2 separate regions of the Hordeum vulgare genome follow, and region 2 is linked to region 1. Evidence: chromatin contacts called from public Hi-C data. All regions are on one chromosome and are shown on one strand. The core of a region is the stretch at or near the end of the contact, and the rest is flanking DNA. Distances in the headings are between cores, read along the strand shown.

Region 1 (4,231 bases), core at 580-3,079:
ACTGCGCCCCGTAGACCATCGGTGCCAACTGATTTACGAGGGTGGCAGAGCCTGACTGAGTGACTGACTGACCTCGGCGTGCCTGAGCTGCCACCGTGAGCAGCAGCAGGCCCACGCCCACCCACGGCGGCCGTACACCCGGACCGACGTGAAGACGCACCGGGCGGCGTCGTGGAAGCAGGCTCCCACGGGGACCCGCCCGCAGGTCACTTGCTGCAACGCAAAGCACGGCACGGCGATCATGAAACATCAGAACACGTGGCACGAATATAAGTTCAGCAGCAACACGGTGTAATGTTAAGCATCGTTTTTCTCTGTAATTATCTCTTGCTAATGCTTGCAGAGTAAATTAGCCATGCGGTGTGCCTTGGTGAAGCAAAAGTGGTCAGGTAGCTTGTGTTCCACCAGAGGTAATGCATGGCAGGGAAGCCATTGACCACCACATGTTGCTTAAGCCCCAGTTTGACAGCCTCCGACGCTTGCCAAACGCAAGCAAAGCAGCTCCAGCAGTTTGGGCTGCCCGATCAGATTGGCATATGCGTCGCTTGCTGCCGAGCTAAGCTTCAGCAGACGCCTCTGAAAGCTGGATTATGGCACGCTCTAGCTATATTCGATCACGATGCTAAGCAATTAAATCGGCATGCAAGTTCTTGGCAAACGACTGAATAAACGGTGTCTGATCATTGATCACTCAGCGTAGCGATAATGGATTTTGCAGGTGAGCAGAACAGAGAGGTATGAGGCGGTGGCTCACCCCGGTGATCTTGACGAGCTCGCCGATGGGCATGTCCCCCTGGTCGAACACCGTGTCGGGGGACAGCCGGAAGAACCGCTCCGCCTCCGCCGCGCACCGCAGAAAGTTCCAGGAGAGCACGGCCGCGGCTGCCGCCACGGCGCCGCCCGCAGCCGCGAGCGCCTCCCACCGGCGCCACGCCACGAGGAAGAACAGCCCGGCGCCGACTCCGGCCGCGGCGGCCACGAGCAGCAGCACGTAGCACGCGAACGGGACGCCGAGCCTCGTGCTCCCGCGCGCCACGACGGGCGCCGCCTCCTCCATGGCGGCCGCGCGCCTCCTGCTCGCCTTCCTCCACGACCCTCCCCGCGCCGGCGACGGCGCGGCGGGAGGCGACGGGCCCACGAGGAGGCCGGAGTGCGAGAGCTGCGACAGCGGCCCGGACGCCGAGGGCGACGGGGCTGGCCTGGGCGGCAGCGGGAGGTGCCCGGAGCTGCGGCGCGAGGAGGAGGCCGGGGACGGCGCCTGCGACTGCCACGCCGAGGAGGCGACGTCGAACATCCGTCCCAGCTCCCCTGACCGCGACAGGTCCCCGCCGGTGTACGGCGGCGTGGCGACCGACCCCGACGATAGCTGCCGCTCCCGCCTCCTGTCCGGCGCCCGGCCGGACACGTACATGCCGCTCCCTATCTGATGCATGCCGACCGATCCCTCCCCTCCCTCCTCCGGCCGCCCCTCGTGAGTCTTGACGCACGCCGCCGCGGGCAAAAGCGATCAGCGATCGAGCAAGCTCGAGAAGTGGAAGCTCCACAAAGAAGAGGACGACGGCGACGGCGTGACGTGAGGGCGATCGAAGGCTGCCGCTACCTCCGCTTTAGCATGTCGTGATCGACCGGGCTATAGGGAACAGGGCGGCAAAGGATCGGTATGCACCGGTGCGCTGCACCGGGCGCTAAGCAAGTTTTTATTCGGCCTGCTGCTGCTGCTGCGCGTGTCGTTGCGTGGTCGCGAGTTAATTCGAGGTCGGCCGGCGTGACCGCTCGCTCCGGACCCTATCGGCTGGAGCGAAACCGTTAGTTCAGCTTGGACCAAGTAGTGGCTTTCGCTTTGCATCCGTGCGTGCAGCTAATGGAGCGGAGCGAGCAATGCGGACGGAAGGTGGCGGTGATGCTGAGGAACCACGCGCTCTTTTGGCCGGCAACACGAGGGTACGTGGCCGGAGCTTAGAGCATTTTCAACAGACATGTTAGATTTTTTCTTCACGTTGATGTAGCGTTTTAGCGCGCTCGTAGACGTGTGGTAGCTAGCTGTAAAATTTAGCACGTTGCAGGTAGCGCAATGTTAAATTTACACAACGTGCGATCTAGCATAAATACATTTTTCACTTAAACATAAAACCAAAAAATCAAACATACACAAAATAAACCAACAATAAATAGTACAATTACTATTGTCAGATTTTTTATCAAACACTTAATGGGCGCCAAGCTGCAGACGACCATCGGGCACCGTTCTGTGGAGGAACGGAGCACTCAATGGACGACGACAAGGAGAATAGGCAGAGCAAGCAACGGCGACCACCAGGAGCGGCAGCGGGGGCGGCGGCGCGTTGGAAAGAGGCAAGGAAAGCACCGACGGGAAGAGCGGGTGGAGGCGCTGACACCGAGATGTTTCAGATCCGGTGGTTGGTGGTTCACGCGCAAGTTTGGTTTGTCCACCATGCTGAAACGGACGTAACAAGTAAACCATGCGTGATGCAGTTTTTCCCAGCATGTTGACACGTTTTTTACCGCGCGTGACATTATTACATGGCTGCTGGAGCGTTGGTTTCGTCCGTAGGTACGTCATATAACATGTATTTTAAGCACGTGATTTATTTAATGCCTCTGTTAGAGATGTTCTTACACGCGTGCAAAAAGGACATACACGCGAGATACGATGTTATTCTGCAAATTTCTGTCGGCCTTGTACCTTCCATTTCCGGTATCCACTAATCCACATGTTGCTAAGGGAATTCTTTTTTTTTTTGCGGGATAAAGGGAGTTTATTAAGATGTCATAGTGTTACAGTCGAGAGGCCACAAACCCTCAATACAAGGTGGAACCGAACGCAACCACACAACTGTAGTTCGCTCAGAACGGCTATAATTGGCCAACCGATCGACAACTCTATTCTGAGTGCGATAAATTTTCTGAGGTACAAACTCCCTGTTACTCATCAACTCCTTAATCTCTCGGACCAAATGACCATAAGTTGAGCGAGTTAAAGCATTGCTCGATAGGCTCGCTAAGGCTTCTGAAGAATCCGACTGGACGACGACTGGAAGATCCGTGTGTTGGATTGCCAAGGCCATACCTTGCATCAGCGCATGAATTTCAGCTTCCAGGGCATCGTTGCAATAAAACAGGACCCGGTATGCAGCAAAAATGATCTGTCCCTCATGATCTCGCAGAACCATACCGGCGACCGCCGAGCTATCTGACTCCTGAAATGATCCATCAACTGACAGAGCAGCATATCCTGGACTCGGCGCCGACCAAGGCAAGGAAGGAGCCTCCCTCCTGGGCAGAACTATCTGAATTGCCGAAGATGGCATTTTACCTTTCAGAATGTCATCCACCGAATAACGTCCTGCTAACTTAATGGATTTATAATAACTGTCCAGGAATTCCACCGGAGAAGAAACTGGCGGTATCTCCTTACCATGAGTTTGGTCGTTGCGTAGCTGCCAAATGCGCCATACTAGCATGATAATCATGTCACGCACATCATCTGAACACCTGTATAAGAGGTGCATAAGCCATTCCCTACCATTATCAACTAGGAGATCATCAGGAGGTAGGGGCCATCTTGTACGCATATTCAGCCAAACCTCTCTCGCACGAATGCATGCGATCAAAGCATGATATGTACCTTCCTCCTCCAGACCACAAAGTTGGCACGTTGAACTTGTGGATATATGTCGTAACACTTTACATTGTTGTGTCGGTAGCACTCCAGAAACAATTTTCCAAGCAGTTATCTTCATCTTCTGCGGAACCGAGGATTGCCAAACACAGTTCCAAAGAGAGCGAGAACCATTTGCCGCCGCACTTGAGGCCCCTCCAGAAAAAGTTGTGTCATGATCACATGTGGCTAATTTGTAAGCACTCTTTACTGAAAATATTCCACTCTTTTCTGGGAACCATGAAATGAAATCAGAACGCTGCCTTGGAGAGGTACGTATCTTGAGAATATGTAATACATCCATCTCCCAAAAGTATTCACGAAGACGATCAGCCCTCCATGCCCCATTGGCGTCCAGAAAATCTGAAACACGGTTCAAACGACAATTGCCCTTCGGGGTGACTGGACGGAAGGAGGACGGCCACGGAATCGAGGGATCACGCCAAGTACGAATGTGCTCCCCGTCACCCACCCGCCATATAACTCCTTTTTTCAACAGTTCCAACCCATGCAATATACCTTTCCACACTGCAGAACCAGTGTTTGGAAACA
Region 2 (4,231 bases), core at 760-3,259, 290 kb before region 1:
ATTCTTCAAACTAGAGCATTGTTGGGAGTTGCTCCAAATGTGCGAGAAGTGGAAGTTGATCGACAAAGAATCTTTCTTGCTCGCCGAAGAGAGAACAAGATCATGTCAATAAACCGCGATGACATGGACGACCTCATCAAAACATGGCATGATATGGCAAGTAGAGCGATCTTGAAGAGGAGGATGGAAGACTCTGCTCCATATGGTGGCATGATATGGCAAGGAGATAAATCTTGAACATGTCATGATATGGCAAGGAGTGAAGATCGACCAAGATGATGCAAGACCATCTTTTGCGTTTGTCCTACTGAACTTGGCTTTTATTTCCGCGTAAAACTGTGTTATGTTTGTTTGAATTTGAACTTATTTGTGTGAACTTATGTCAAATGCGAGAATTGAGCGTTTTCTGTTTGCGGGTCGTCGCGGCCATGTCCGAACAGACCCCACAGAAGCCGACCCGTAAAAAAGCATATTCGGTGAATATAATTTTATACGGGTCCGTTTGGGGGTCTGCATCTGTGCCACCCCGCGCCGGCCCGCAAAAGTGGTTTTGCACGAACTGCAAACGCGTTTTGCGGGCCGGCGTTATGCGGGGTGCTAGAGTTGCTCTTAGCACAACAATTTCAGGTGGACACAAAAAATTTGCACGAACATAAGAGGACATAAATAAGACTGAGAGCAAAGTGTTCACTGTTAAAGAATACAAGTGAGAACCTTGTACAGCATAAAGCACGGAAGTAAGTAGACCACAACACAAAGGGTTCTGTGCACATCCATGACAGAACTGCAACGGTATGGAACTAAGTAGATAACAAAACAAAGGGTTCTGTGCACATCCGTGGCAGAATCGCAACTACAGAATGAGAGTTGTGTAATAATCACAGGATCTTAATAAGCTTCCAGCATAGTTGGACAACAGTATGCCTTACAGAATATAAATGAGGACGCACCTCTTATACGGAATTAACAAAAAACACTACTCCCTCCGTTCCTAAATGTAAGTATTTCTAGAGATTCCAATACAGACTACATACGGAGCCAAATGAGTGAATCCACACTCTAAAGTATACATACGTATGTAGTTCATAGTGGAATCTCTAAAAAGACTTATATTTAGGAACGAAGGGAGTAAAGGTTGGTTTACAGGAGCAACCAGTCCCCAACCATTTTACCTTAGGACAACAGACTGTAAAGCAGGGCAAACCTAAATTTCATGTACTGTTGGCTAATATTGGCTAATTATACACACTAACAATAAAGCCAGTCTTATCCTTCATTTCTAGGTTATCTCTGATAACTAAATATTCGTAGTACCCTTGTAAATGTTCTTCTGTTTCCTACTCCATACCTTTCAAAATTGGCTCGTAAACCTCCAAATTTGCTACAAATAACAGCTCCAAACAACCAAAACTTCGAACACCCATAAATTGGGGAAAAATGAAGTGGTAGCAGCATCAGAGATGAGTGAGGACCTTCCACACAAGCGGTCGTACGTCCGTGCCGCCGCCATCTGGCACGCCAAGGCAGGCGAGTCTCCGCAGCTCCCCCATGTTCACCACCTTCTTAGACAGCTGCATCAACGGACGAACACAGAAAGGCAAAATGGTTAGAACCCAAACACAGATCAAACCTACGGGAACGGCAGGCCCCAAAACAGAAACAGAAATCCTCACACCCACCGCGGCCTTGAAGTCGGCAAGCAAGTGCGCCCGGAGAGCAGCGCCGGCGCCGTCGTCTTCTCGTATCTCTCCCTCGCGGCCAGCATAGGAATCGACCGCCTGCTCGCGCATCGGTGGCGGCGGAACGGAAGGAGGCGGCTTGGGGGACGGGGCAGGCGGCGGGGAGAAGTCGGTGCCGAAGGGGTCAGCGGGGGTCGAGGCGAGCGGCGGGGTCGACCAGAGCGGGCTGTTGAGCCACTCCGGCACGGCCTTCGCCTTCTTCCGCATCGCTTCTCGGGTCATCTAGAAACCGCGGGGGGAAGGGAGGTGCGAATGGAGGGGTTTGGGCTCCGGGTGGTAGCTGGGGAAAATTGGGAAAGGTCAAGCCGCGGTTTTTCCCGCAGCCAATCCAACACACGTGAGCAAAACGGACCCTCGTTTTCTCCGTTTTGCATCCAATTGCGTTAAAAAATGTGTTTTTCTTTTTTGTTAGGGGTGTTTGTTTATAGGGATTTTTTGATTAAGGACTAAAAAAAGTTTCTTTTAGTCTCATCTAAATCAAACAGGACAGACTTTTAGGGACTAAAAGTGAGCATTTGGGACTAAAGAAAGAAGTCCAAAGAGTCTTTTTTAAGACTTTTGGGGACTTTTTCCAACAGTGCCCCTACTTTTAACATGTCATTTAATAACCTTTAGGGGTAACATGATCTTTTAGCATGTCATTTAATAACAACTAGTCCATGTTTAGTCCCTCGAACCAAACAGGTAGGGACTAGGGACTTTTTAGTTGAAACTAAAAAAAAATCCTACAACTCTTTAAACAAATAGGGCCTTAACATCATGTATGTGTCTAACACCGCTGATTCATCTTAAAAAATACTCCCTAGCTTTGGCATTTTGTCGAACACAACACGCATAGCCCGTCGGCGTCGACGACGAGCACAAGCACAACAACTCCTCCATGACTCGGGTCGAGGCACGCACAAGAGAGCTCCTGATGGCCTTTGGTGTGCGCATGAAGGACCAGTGAGCGCCACGTGCTCCTGGTCACCGCCTGCCAGCGCGCCTATCGCGACCGCCCGCTCGCTCGTGCTCTCCCGAGTGCTTGAGCGCCCCATGCTCGCCCAACAGGGTTGTTGCCGCACCTCGCCGCAACCACGCCTCGCCGCTGGTGCCGGCCTTGCGTGGTGGGTGAAAAGGTGAGAGAGAGCAGTGGGTGGATGGTAGGTCCCTTTTGTTTGGATGACACACGGACCACCATCTGCATGCAGCAGACACAACCGAAAATGGGGGCAAAGAAAAGGTTTATGTTTGTTTCAGAACCAAATTGCGAGCAAGTTTGATCCGGAAAATGGGGTCGAACGGATACAAAACAGACAAAATAGTGGTATGGGTTTTTTTCGTTTGCACCTAAACAGACACGTGCAGACAGAACAGGGTCGCTTTTCAGAAGTTAGCCTAAGAGCAACTCCAACACGCTGATACGTCTCCATCGTATTTACTTTCCAAACATAATTGTTCTTGTTTTAGCTTCTAGTTTACATGATTTGAATGAAACTAATCCGGAATGACGTCTTCAACAGATATTCCTTTGTGTTGTTTTTATGTAGAAATAAAAGTTTTAAAATCGAACAGAACTTGATGGAAAAAATTATCGAATATATAGAAAATACTGAAGCAAACATATATGAGAGGGGGGCACCACCTGCCCAAAACTAACTTTTTTGTCTATATTTTTTCATGACAATTTTTTGTCTAGGAATGGAAATGAGAAAAACACATAAACCCATAAAGAAACAAGCAAAACTTTACCACCCATAGAAAATGAAAAAAATCAACTACCCATACGTACACTCACGTAGGAGCACAAATGCCTATCTAGGAAATTGGACAACCGGATTACGCACAGAACAACCTAGTGTGAAACAAAGGTCTTAGGCAAGCCCACACTACAAAAGAATATGAATCTTAAAGGTTTTCATCGAAAAGCTTAGAGCGCACACTATATAAGATCTTAAAGGATTTCATTGAAAAGTTTAGAGTGCATGCTACAAAAGAACGTGAATCTTAAAGGTTTCATCGGAAAGTTCAGGAGTTAGATGTGAGACAAATAATTGCCATCTAAAGAAGAATAAGCCAATATGTTCGGAAAATACTATACTTGATGGACATGGCTATGCGGCGCCCATGCTCTCCCTAGTTAACCCGAACAAACTTGTCATAACAGTCAATCAGCGACCTGTCTTGTTCTCACATTACCCAAGTAAAGCACTTGTTCCCCGTCCCCATGAAGCCAAAGAAACCAATCGTGGCATGCATTTTTTACCTTCAGTTTCTTGTAAAGGGCTTTAACTTTTGATTCGAGTATCAAAATTTAGGTATATTTTCACCGTTAGGATTCTCACGGTGATTTCTTCAAAAATATATCTTATATGGATAGGTTCTGATGAACTTTTTTTGGGAGCAATGTTAGGTGCTATGGAGTCAACTTTAGTGGTATAGAAAAGCAACCTCCTCTTGGTTTTCATAGTATGTGTGCGTGTTAGTCGGAAGTCATTCTATGTTGGCTACCA

What was found. A called contact is a pair of places that touch in the nucleus more often than the background predicts.
Region 2: a Hi-C map of leaf shows a contact between it and region 1, with 2.4 times the contacts expected there. The contact joins the enhancer-like site here to the promoter of LOC123410522 in region 1. A contact is called at or near these places in 2 of 6 Hi-C or Micro-C datasets (leaf and seedling).

Annotation. Positions count from the first base shown.
Region 1 is chr7H:541,212,288-541,216,518 of MorexV3_pseudomolecules_assembly, reverse strand. LOC123410522 reads right to left here and starts at 1,829. Exons shown (of 4, transcript XM_045103469.1): 1 at 755-1,829; 2 at 73-213. The coding sequence starts at 1,432.
Region 2 is chr7H:541,500,434-541,504,664 of MorexV3_pseudomolecules_assembly, reverse strand. No RefSeq gene overlaps it. Among protein-coding and RNA genes, the nearest start is that of LOC123409244, 75 kb to the left of the region's middle. Within about 2 kb of position 2,009, at least 3 of the 3 cell types and tissues checked have open chromatin away from gene starts, as enhancers often do. A contact at or near this core is called in leaf and seedling, where this site is marked.